2 separate regions of the Mus musculus genome follow, and region 2 is linked to region 1. The links are chromatin contacts, called in public HiChIP or PLAC-seq maps. All regions are on one chromosome and are shown on one strand. The core of a region is the stretch at or near the end of the contact, and the rest is flanking DNA. Distances in the headings are between cores, read along the strand shown. Region 1 overlaps Actn1 (actinin, alpha 1). Region 2 holds the start of Exd2 (exonuclease 3'-5' domain containing 2).

The links. HiChIP or PLAC-seq counts read pairs in DNA pulled down with a chosen protein or histone mark.
Region 2: a contact with region 1 is called in an H3K27ac HiChIP or PLAC-seq map of embryonic stem cells, with 15 read pairs. The contact joins the promoter of Exd2 here to the enhancer-like site in region 1. A contact is called at or near these places in 1 of 484 Hi-C or Micro-C datasets (granulocyte-monocyte progenitors), 4 of 115 datasets of contacts at active chromatin or transcription factors (embryonic stem cells, memory CD8 T cells, pancreatic cancer cells and 1 more) and 2 of 9 other capture datasets (liver and pancreatic islet).

Annotation. Positions count from the first base shown.
Region 1 is chr12:80,222,428-80,226,809 of GRCm38.p6, forward strand. All of the region lies in intron 1 of Actn1 (actinin, alpha 1), which reads right to left. Among named protein-coding and RNA genes, the nearest start is that of Actn1, 36 kb to the right of the region's middle. Within about 2 kb of position 2,109, at least 21 of the 459 cell types and tissues checked have an H3K27ac peak or open chromatin away from gene starts, as enhancers often do. A contact at or near this core is called in embryonic stem cells, where this site is marked.
Region 2 is chr12:80,461,181-80,465,562 of GRCm38.p6, forward strand. Exd2 (exonuclease 3'-5' domain containing 2) reads left to right here and starts at 1,915. Exons shown (of 9, transcript NM_133798.3): 1 at 1,915-2,100.

The sequences.
Region 1 (4,382 bases), core at 859-3,358:
TTTGGGATATAGCTCCATGTTAGACGTTGACAAGTATGTTCAAGTTCCCAGTTCCCAGAACTACATACATGCGTGTGCACGCACACACAAAAAGCAGCATAAAAACTCTTAAACCCCTTCAGTAAGGAGAAGTAGCCATGGTCTAATTGATGGGGCCTGTTACCATCACTGTGCTCCCAGCCTGTTCTGGAGAACCATCAGCTGCCAGGGGTATCGGGAACCCAGCCCAACAGATGTGCAGCCCTGGCTGTTGGCCAATCCCTCAGTATGACCAACCTGACTCCAGGGACAGGGCACACAGACCTGCAGCAGGCAGCTAAGGCACACAGACACACTTCTGTGGAACCAGGTATCTGGCAGACCCTTTGTCTGAAGTGCTGGGAAGCTCAGAGACCTCTCCCAGAGCAGGATCAGGGGCTTCATCTGTGGGACAGCATGGTCACTGCCCTCCTCTGAGATCAGAGTCCACCACTCATTCCCCAAGGAGGGCTCCTGGGCTGCAGGGGGAGTCCCAGGTCAGCTATCACTCTGGCCTCCTCCAAACCTTGAGAAGAAAGCACAGCGTCACAGCCTCACATAAAAGATGGATGGACACTGAGGGCTAAGAGAACGGCTTCAAGCCTCAAGAGGAGCAGAGGCAATCAGTCAGACTTTGAAGCTAATCAATGCTTTTGGCTACTAGAACCACCCAGTGAATGGCTCACTCAATATGCATATCCAACTCACTAAGGCATGTGTCATCTCAGCTGATCGGCTCCATGATCCTCCATTAAAGGAGGAGATGGGGTGAGAGGCAGCGGCAACCTCTACAGCACCAGCTGAACTAAGACCTTTACTGTGGTTCGTGGGATAGCTCAGGCTCTTCTAGGAAAGCCAGCTAGCCGTAAAGACACAGTGTGACCACCCAGCTCTGCCTGCCACCCTGTAGGTAGATTGGGGTATACAGTAACGTGAAGACCTTTTTAGTTGTCCCCGGTCCCAGACAGAAGAGGGAAGCTAAAGGGCAGCTCAGGACACAGACCGAAAAATCACCTCCAATGTTCAGATCCAGCCAGAAGGGGGGCGCTGGCCCTGTGGCTCCCTGGGGATGCGGAATGGGTCAGGTCGGGCAGGGTTCTCTTCTAAGGCTCAGTTTTGGGACGGTAGAAAGTGGGTTTGAATTCTTGACTCTTGGCTTCTGAACACAAAGCCCATTGAGAAAGACAATGAATAATTAAAGAGGCAGCCAAGCCGGCAGGCAGTGTGGAGGCCAGGGTGTGAGCAACGCCCTGTTTGGGCTTGGGCTGGCCCCCTGTCAGCAGCCTCTCTGGAAGCAGGCCAACACATATCCTTCTGATCAACCCCATTCTCTCCCCACCTCCCTCAGGGAGTTGGAGCTGACTCATTCATTCATTCACTTGTTCATGCGTTCGTTCTCAGTGAGTACTGATACTGTAAGTGAATAAAACCAGTTCCTAGGTCACGGAACCTAGAGTTTCCACAGGGGACGAAAGCACAGGGCAAGCGAAGTGCCTATGTAGGAAATGCCAGAAGCATGAGCTCGTGGCTGGGTTCTGACCTGACCCCTGTTCTAAAGAGTGCTACTTAGGTGAAAAGTTTGCAAAAGAGGCGCTCCAGATTATAGCTAAGGGGGAGGGGGCTGATAATAAAAGCTATTCGTATTACATCGCCAGTGAGAACTGAGCTGCATGCATATGCTGCAAGGTACGGGGAGTGGCCGTTCAAGCAGAAGAAACAGAACAACCAAGGCTCTAGGTAGGGCAGAAGCCAACTCAAAAAAACAAAAAGAAACAAACATAGCCCCTGTGGCTAGCACCAGAGGTGAGCACAGTGCCAGAGGCCCTGGAACCTGGGTGCCCACAGAACATCGAGATTATTCTCCCTGAGAACAATGGAAGCCACTCACAATCTCTGATCGGATTTCAGCTGAAATAAATAAAAGGGCGGCGAGGTGGGTGTGAGATGTGGGTGTGGGTTAGCACACAAGGACACCTTCATCTGGCAAAGAGACTTCATGCTGCTGCAAGCAGATGTAGACAAAGGGGTGACCTAAGACAAGGTAGCTCAAACCCAGCTGGTGAATGCAGATAAGTGGGTGGGGCCTAGACACACTCCAGGCAGGGGAGTTCAGAGACCACCCCTACCCCACCAGGCATCACATCTGAGCTGAGCCCACAGGGAGGGAAGGGGAAGGTGGCAGAGTCGCTATGCCCAGCCGTACTCCTACAACTAACCAACACTCAGGCAAACCACCCTGTGAGCCGTGAGAGCCCCCTGGTAAACCGGGGGTGTAGAAAGCCTAAAGATCACCTCCCAGGCACTGGGCCAACCAGCCGGCATGACTGGCTGCAAGCAGCTACGCACATTCCCATCTGAGTTGGGGAGCCAACCTTGCCCATGCTTCTACAAGGCTCTCCAGACCAATCAAGATGGACAAAGGGACACTATGTATCCATGGGACTTCCTCAACAGCCTCGGCAGGAATTGCAGCCCTGCCCACCCTACCTAGCCCATGCCACGTAAAACACGCCTTCCCATCCTTTTACATCCCAGCACCTATTGATTCTCAATGGCTCTGGGACAAAGCCCAAGGCCTGCCAGGCTCACCTGGGTCTTAATTTTCAGAAGGCACACCTGGGGCTCCACCTCATCATCTGTCACCTCAGCTGCTCTTTACAGGCCCCTAAGATGGCCTGAGAGAGTCACCCCTCACTTCTCCATCCTTTAAAGGAATATTTGCAGGAACATGGACACATGGCATCAGAAGCCCCGAGTTCTAATTCTGGGTCCACCGCTGGTGATCAGGTTTCCCTCTACAATGTCCCCCACTTTCAGAGGATTCCTCTCTGCCTCCTATCAATGCGCTGCATCTGGTTAAGATCAATTATTCAGGGAGAGTGAGCTAAAGAGAAAAAAAAAATCACATTTCTCAAATTAGCCCCATTATATCAAATGCTGTCAGAAATCCCACCCTGACAAATGCCACTCTAGTTCAGGAGCCCTAGGGTGGGGCCCACAAATTAGTATTATAACAGGCACTCCAGGCAAACCCTGTAACCAAGCAAGCTTGGACAACTGTGGGCTAAAGACATACACAAGAAGTCGGGGCTCCCGGCCTTCGCAAAGAAGGCTAAAACACAGTTCGATTCATCCCACTATCTTCACACCTATCTACACGCGCTCACCAGGTACAAGACACCAGCCCAGGTGGTCTACATCCGACATGCTGGTTTAGTTCTAACAAGGTCCCCACAGGGCACACATCCCTGTCTGTCTCTACTGGTGAAGAAACTGGGGCCTAGGGAGAGGCTTCAACGAGTAAGGCGCTTGCTGCCCAAGAATTCCCAGCACCCACGTAAAAAACCTGGGGTGGTGACACATGACGGTAACCCCTGTGCTATGGAAGCAGAGACGAGTGGCACCCTAGTTCCCTGGATGAATCTGGGAGCTCTAGGTTCGGTTTGAACAACTAAGTAGACACCAGACATCAAGCCCATATGCATGTGTGCAACCACCACATGAACACATACACAAAAAAAAAAAGGAAAGGGGGTTGGAAGAGAAACTGAGACTGGAAGACACAGCTGCTAACATGCCAACTCTCTTCCAAACACCCTATGTCTGCTGCAGAGCCTCTCTCCTGTGGGAACTTTGTCGCCTATTCACATCCCAGAGCCTGGATAAGGACCTGCACAGGAATGCAAAGAGGAGAGATGGACACGGGGAGGCATGGAGGTGGAACACAGAAGCTCTGGAGCTGCCACCTAGGGAAAAAAAAAAGCAGAGGCCACCAATGAAACAGTAACATAGTAACCAGAGAAGCTGGCATTCTCCCCCAAATGCCTGGCGCTGGAGGGAAGGAAGGATGTTCAAGATCAGAGCTCACACAGCACATTGGAATGAAGCCCAAAGCACTCTGGGACCATCTCACACAATCCCAGTTGAGAGCACACAGCTAGCCCCATGCCAGAGTTTAGTAACTCCTCTCTGCCCAGGGACAATTCCCTTTATACACCAGAGCCTGCCTACCTGCCACCTGTCCCCTCTACCTCTAAAGCAGCCCAGCCAAGGATCCTGGCCTAAAACAGACCCAGGAGAAGCAGAGGCCCCGCCTTCCCGCAGAGTTCTCCCCAGCCTTCCCCCAGCTAGTGCAGGGGACATATCAAGGTCAGCTGGCCCTTATTTAGTCGGCACATTATACCGGGGGGTCACACTTACTGGTTTTATTACATTTATTAAGAGGTAGGTTGCTTTGACTCCCCCCATTTTAGAGATGGAAACATTGACACTCTGGAGGGTTAAGTAACATAGCTAGCAAAGAGACAGCATAGGATGTCCCAAATGCTGGTCCCAGATCACGAATTTCCTCTGCCTTCCTGCCA
Region 2 (4,382 bases), core at 665-3,164, 240 kb after region 1:
TTCTTTATCTATTTCAACTCCTCCAAAGAATCTACTAGAACAAAAGCAGGACAGAATGACAGACTTTACTGACCTTTGTCTCTGGAAGATCAAACACCTTAAACTTTTCTCTCTTCCTTAACAACTCTCTTCTATAGTTGTATTCTCCTTCCAAGAACTTTAAATTCTTTGCTGACTCTTCTCTGATTTTCTGTATTCCCTCCTTTCTTCCCTCCCTCCTTCTCTTTTTTTCTTTAAAACCAAGTCTCTAATGTCAGCCAAGCTAGTCCCAAACTCACTACTTGTATGGCCAATGGCCTTGAACTTCTGATCTTCAGGCTTCCCCCTCCCAAGTTCTGGGGTTATAGGCATGTGCCATTTACTTTATATAAAGTGTTGGGATTATAGGCATGTACCACTTACTTTGTATAAAGTCTTAGAGTTTCTTGTCTCCTTGTCATCTTCACCTCAATCCCTTAGTGATTTCCTCCAAAACAAAGAGAATTCATATTTAACCTGTGGGTTGTTCAGTGACTTATCCCTTTGTGTGATGTGTGAGAATAGCACCATGTCTGAGAGGATTTTATAGAGTTCTAAAATTATTATGGGCATTTCCCTCAAATTTCTGTATCTTCAAAAGATGTCCTCTCACTTCTCACATTGTATGTGTGTGTGCTCAAGTGCTACTGTGGATGTTTCCAACCAGCCTCTAAGCTTCTTGAGTGGACAGAAAAAGATGAAAATTTATAAACAAAACAAAACTCCTTCCTTTTTGAGATAGCGTTTCGTGTAACCCAGGCTTACCTCAAATTTATCATTGTAGCCTGAGGTCTAGATCCCCACCACTGCATAAACGGGGTGTGGTGGCCCAAGCCTGCCTGTAATCCTAACACTTGGGAGATGGAAGCTGGAAGATCAGGAATCTAAGGTCACCTTTGCTCACATTTTGAGAGTTGAGAGCCAGATTGTGCTACACAACACCCTGCTTTAACCCCCTTAAAAAAAAAATCAATCCTGAATGAATGGTTTCATATATAGACAATATTGTGGTTGTTATGAGGATATAGGGACCAGGAGAGATGACAACAGTAAAGAGCACTGGTTGCTCTTCTGGAGGACCCAGGTTCAATTAACAGCCCCCACACAATAGCTCAACACTTTCTATAATTTTTTTTCCTTTTCTTTTCTTTCTTTCTTTTTTTTTTTTTTGGTTTTTTGAGACAGGGTTTCTCTGTGTAGCTCTGGCTGTTCTGGAACTCACTCTGTAGACCAGGCTGGCCTCGAACTCAGAAATCCACGCCGGCTCTATAAATCTTTTCCAGGGGCTCAACGCCCTCTTCTGGCATCTTCAGACATGTACGAGAGGGGAGAGGGAGAGAGGGAGAGGGAGGGAGAGAGAGGGAGATGGGGAGAGGGGAGAGAGAGAGAGAGAGAGAGAGAGAGAGAGAGAGAGAGAGAGAGAGGGAGAGAGAGAGAGAGAGAGAGAGAGAGAGAGAGAGAGAGAGAGAGAGAGAGAGAGAGAGAGAGAGAGAGAGATTAATGGCTATAATATATAACGCGAATGAAGAGCACATTCTGTAAACAGTTTCCTTATTTTCCCGCTCGAATATAAGAAAATTAATGGGGGTGGGTGGGTATGGGGGACTTTTGGTATAGCATTGGAAATGTAAATGAGCTAAATACCTAATAAAAAAATGGAAAAAAAATAAGAAAATTAATGTAGTGGAGAAACGCTACCCTGGGTAAAAGAGAAAAAATGTCCTGTGTTGCATTTGTGAGCGAAAGTTCAATAGGCTTCTTCCTTCAAAGCCAAAACCAAAAGACGAAGCGGCATCTCAGAAAACACCACTTTTCTGAAGACATTAAGTCTTCGCAATTATAACCCTCCTTCCCCATCCTTTAACCGAGAACCTGGGGAGGAAATGCTGCCCTAGCGGCTTCCGTACAAAATGGCGCGGCCCATAGGCACACACCACGGGGGTTGTATCCTCCTGGCCAGCCACTGGGCCGGAAGTGGCTACGGCTTTTATGCATCCGGGTGGGTGCGCCCAGACCGCCGCGGGGGTTCCAGCTTGTCAGCGTGGGGTGCCGCAGGTGTTCGGTCGAGGCTGGAGGCCGCAGGTAAGGGAAGCTCGGGTTGGCAAAGTCCTCTCTGGGGTTGTGTGGCAGGCAGAGGGGTTTCCAGCGCGGCTCGAGAGGGTGGTGATGCTGAAGGGACCACTTTGCGCGTGGGCGACTGTTGGGCTGCAGAGGTGCCCAGGCGTTGTTGGCACTGCCCCTCTCCCCGCCCTGAGGCGCGGCCTCTTGGCCCCTCACTCTCGGTGTGGGCGGTTGAGCCCTCAGGTTCGGGGAGGACTCGTCCCGCCATTGGTCCCCAAGCCTTCCCGGGCCGCCCCTTTCCATCCGCCCGTCTCCTCGTCAGGAGCATCCACCAACCCTTCAAGGCTTTCTGACCTCGTCAGTTAAAAAGCAGCCCCCGCCGGGGTTCCTCCGGGCTTCGGGGGACCCGCCCCACCCGGGACCTGCGGGGCCACATCGCTCGCCGCCCGTCGATTTGCTGGGCACCACCTCTGGCTTTGGCTTTTCACCTTTGGCTTTGGCTTTTTTTTTTTGGCGGGGCAGATCAAACTAGAACTTTAAATCTTATTTATTAAAAATGGACAGCTGTTCACCAAAATTCAGACAACTCAAGTATTTATAAGCTTTGGTACACGATTGGACGCAAATTCCCTTATGTAACCATTCCTTAGAAACACAGAACTGTTTTGTTTTTAGTAACTTTTTTTTCTTTTTTTCTTTTTTTTTTTTTCTTTTTTAAAGAACTGGAGTAGTGGGGAGGGGGAGGGTCTCTCGCTATGTAGCCCTTTCTGGCCTGGAACTCAGGGATCTGTTGGCCTCTGCCAAGTGCTGGGATTAAGTCAAGATTTATTTTTGTTTATGTGTGTGCGTTATTTGGAGCCGGAGTTGCAGCCGCCTGTGAGCTGCCTGGTGGGAGGGAGTGTGCTAGGAGCTGAATTTGCGTCCTCTGGAAAAGTAGCTGGTGCTGTTGAATTATTTTGTTGAAAATACATCTTTTTCTCTTCACATAATATATTCCGACTGTGGTATCCACTTCCTCCACCCCTTCCAGTTCCTCCCCACCTCCCTTCCCATCCGAATCCACTCCCTTTCTGTCTCAATTAGAAAACAAACAGGCTTCTAAGGGGTTATAATAAAATCGAACAAAATAAAATATAAGCTAAATAAAACCATCAAATCAAAATTGGACAAGACAAACAGCAAAGACACCAAGAGAAGACATACGAGTCAGAGACCTGCTTGTTTGAATCCTCAGGGATCCCATAAAAACACTAAACTGGAAGCTGTAACTTAGTGGAGGACCTGTTGAACTCCTGCGTGGGCCCTGGGCATGAAGCCCCAGCCTCTCATGAGTTCCTATGAGCTTTGTTGAGTTCATGTAGAGGGTCTTGTTTTTTAGTGTCCTTCATCCCCTGTGGCTCTTACACTCTTTCCACCTCCTCTTTGGGGTGTGGGGTCCCTAAGCCCTGAGGGGAAGGGTTTGATGGGAGGCACCACATTTAGAGCTGAGTGTTCGAGGTTTGTCACTGTCTTAGTTAGGGTTTTACTGCTGTGAACAGACACCATGACCAAGGCAAGTCTTATAAAAACAACATTTGATTGGGGCTGGCTTACAGGTTCAGAGGTTAAGTCCATTATCATCAAGGTAGGAGCATGGCAGTATCCAGGCAGGCATGGTGCAGGCAGAGCTTAGAGTTCTATGTCTTCATCCAAAGGCTGCTAGTGGAAGACTGACTTCCAGGCAACTAGGGTGAGGATCTTAAGCCCACGCCCACAGTGACCCATCTATTCCAACAAGGCCACACCTCCAAATGGTGCCATTCCCTGGCCCAAGAATATACAAACCATCACAGTCACTCTGCACAGTGTCCAGCTGTGGGTCTCAGTATTCACATTCTGCTACAGGAGAAAACTCTTGATAAAAGCTGAACTGATCTAGGAGTATAGCAGTATGTCATTAGGAGTCATTTTACTGCCTCCCCCTTTATGAAGAGTGGTATTTGTTCTCACCCAGGTCCCTGGATTATCTAGTTTCTTGCTGTTGGTCACCACAAGCAATGTTGGGTATAGGTTCCATCTCAGAGAGGGAGCTTTAAGTCAGATGAGATGTTGGTCAGTTATTCCATGAGCTTTGTTGTCACCACTGCCCTAGCATATTTTGGAGGCAGGACGCCACTGTAGATCAGAGGATTTGTGGCTGGCTTGATGTTTCTCTTTTGGTGGCATGTAGAGTACTTTCCTTCCTGTACCAAAGGCACTAAACCATAGGGGTGAAGGCTCTACGTGGGCGCTAGCTTGTTTCTCCATGTTCAGTGAGTTCAGCA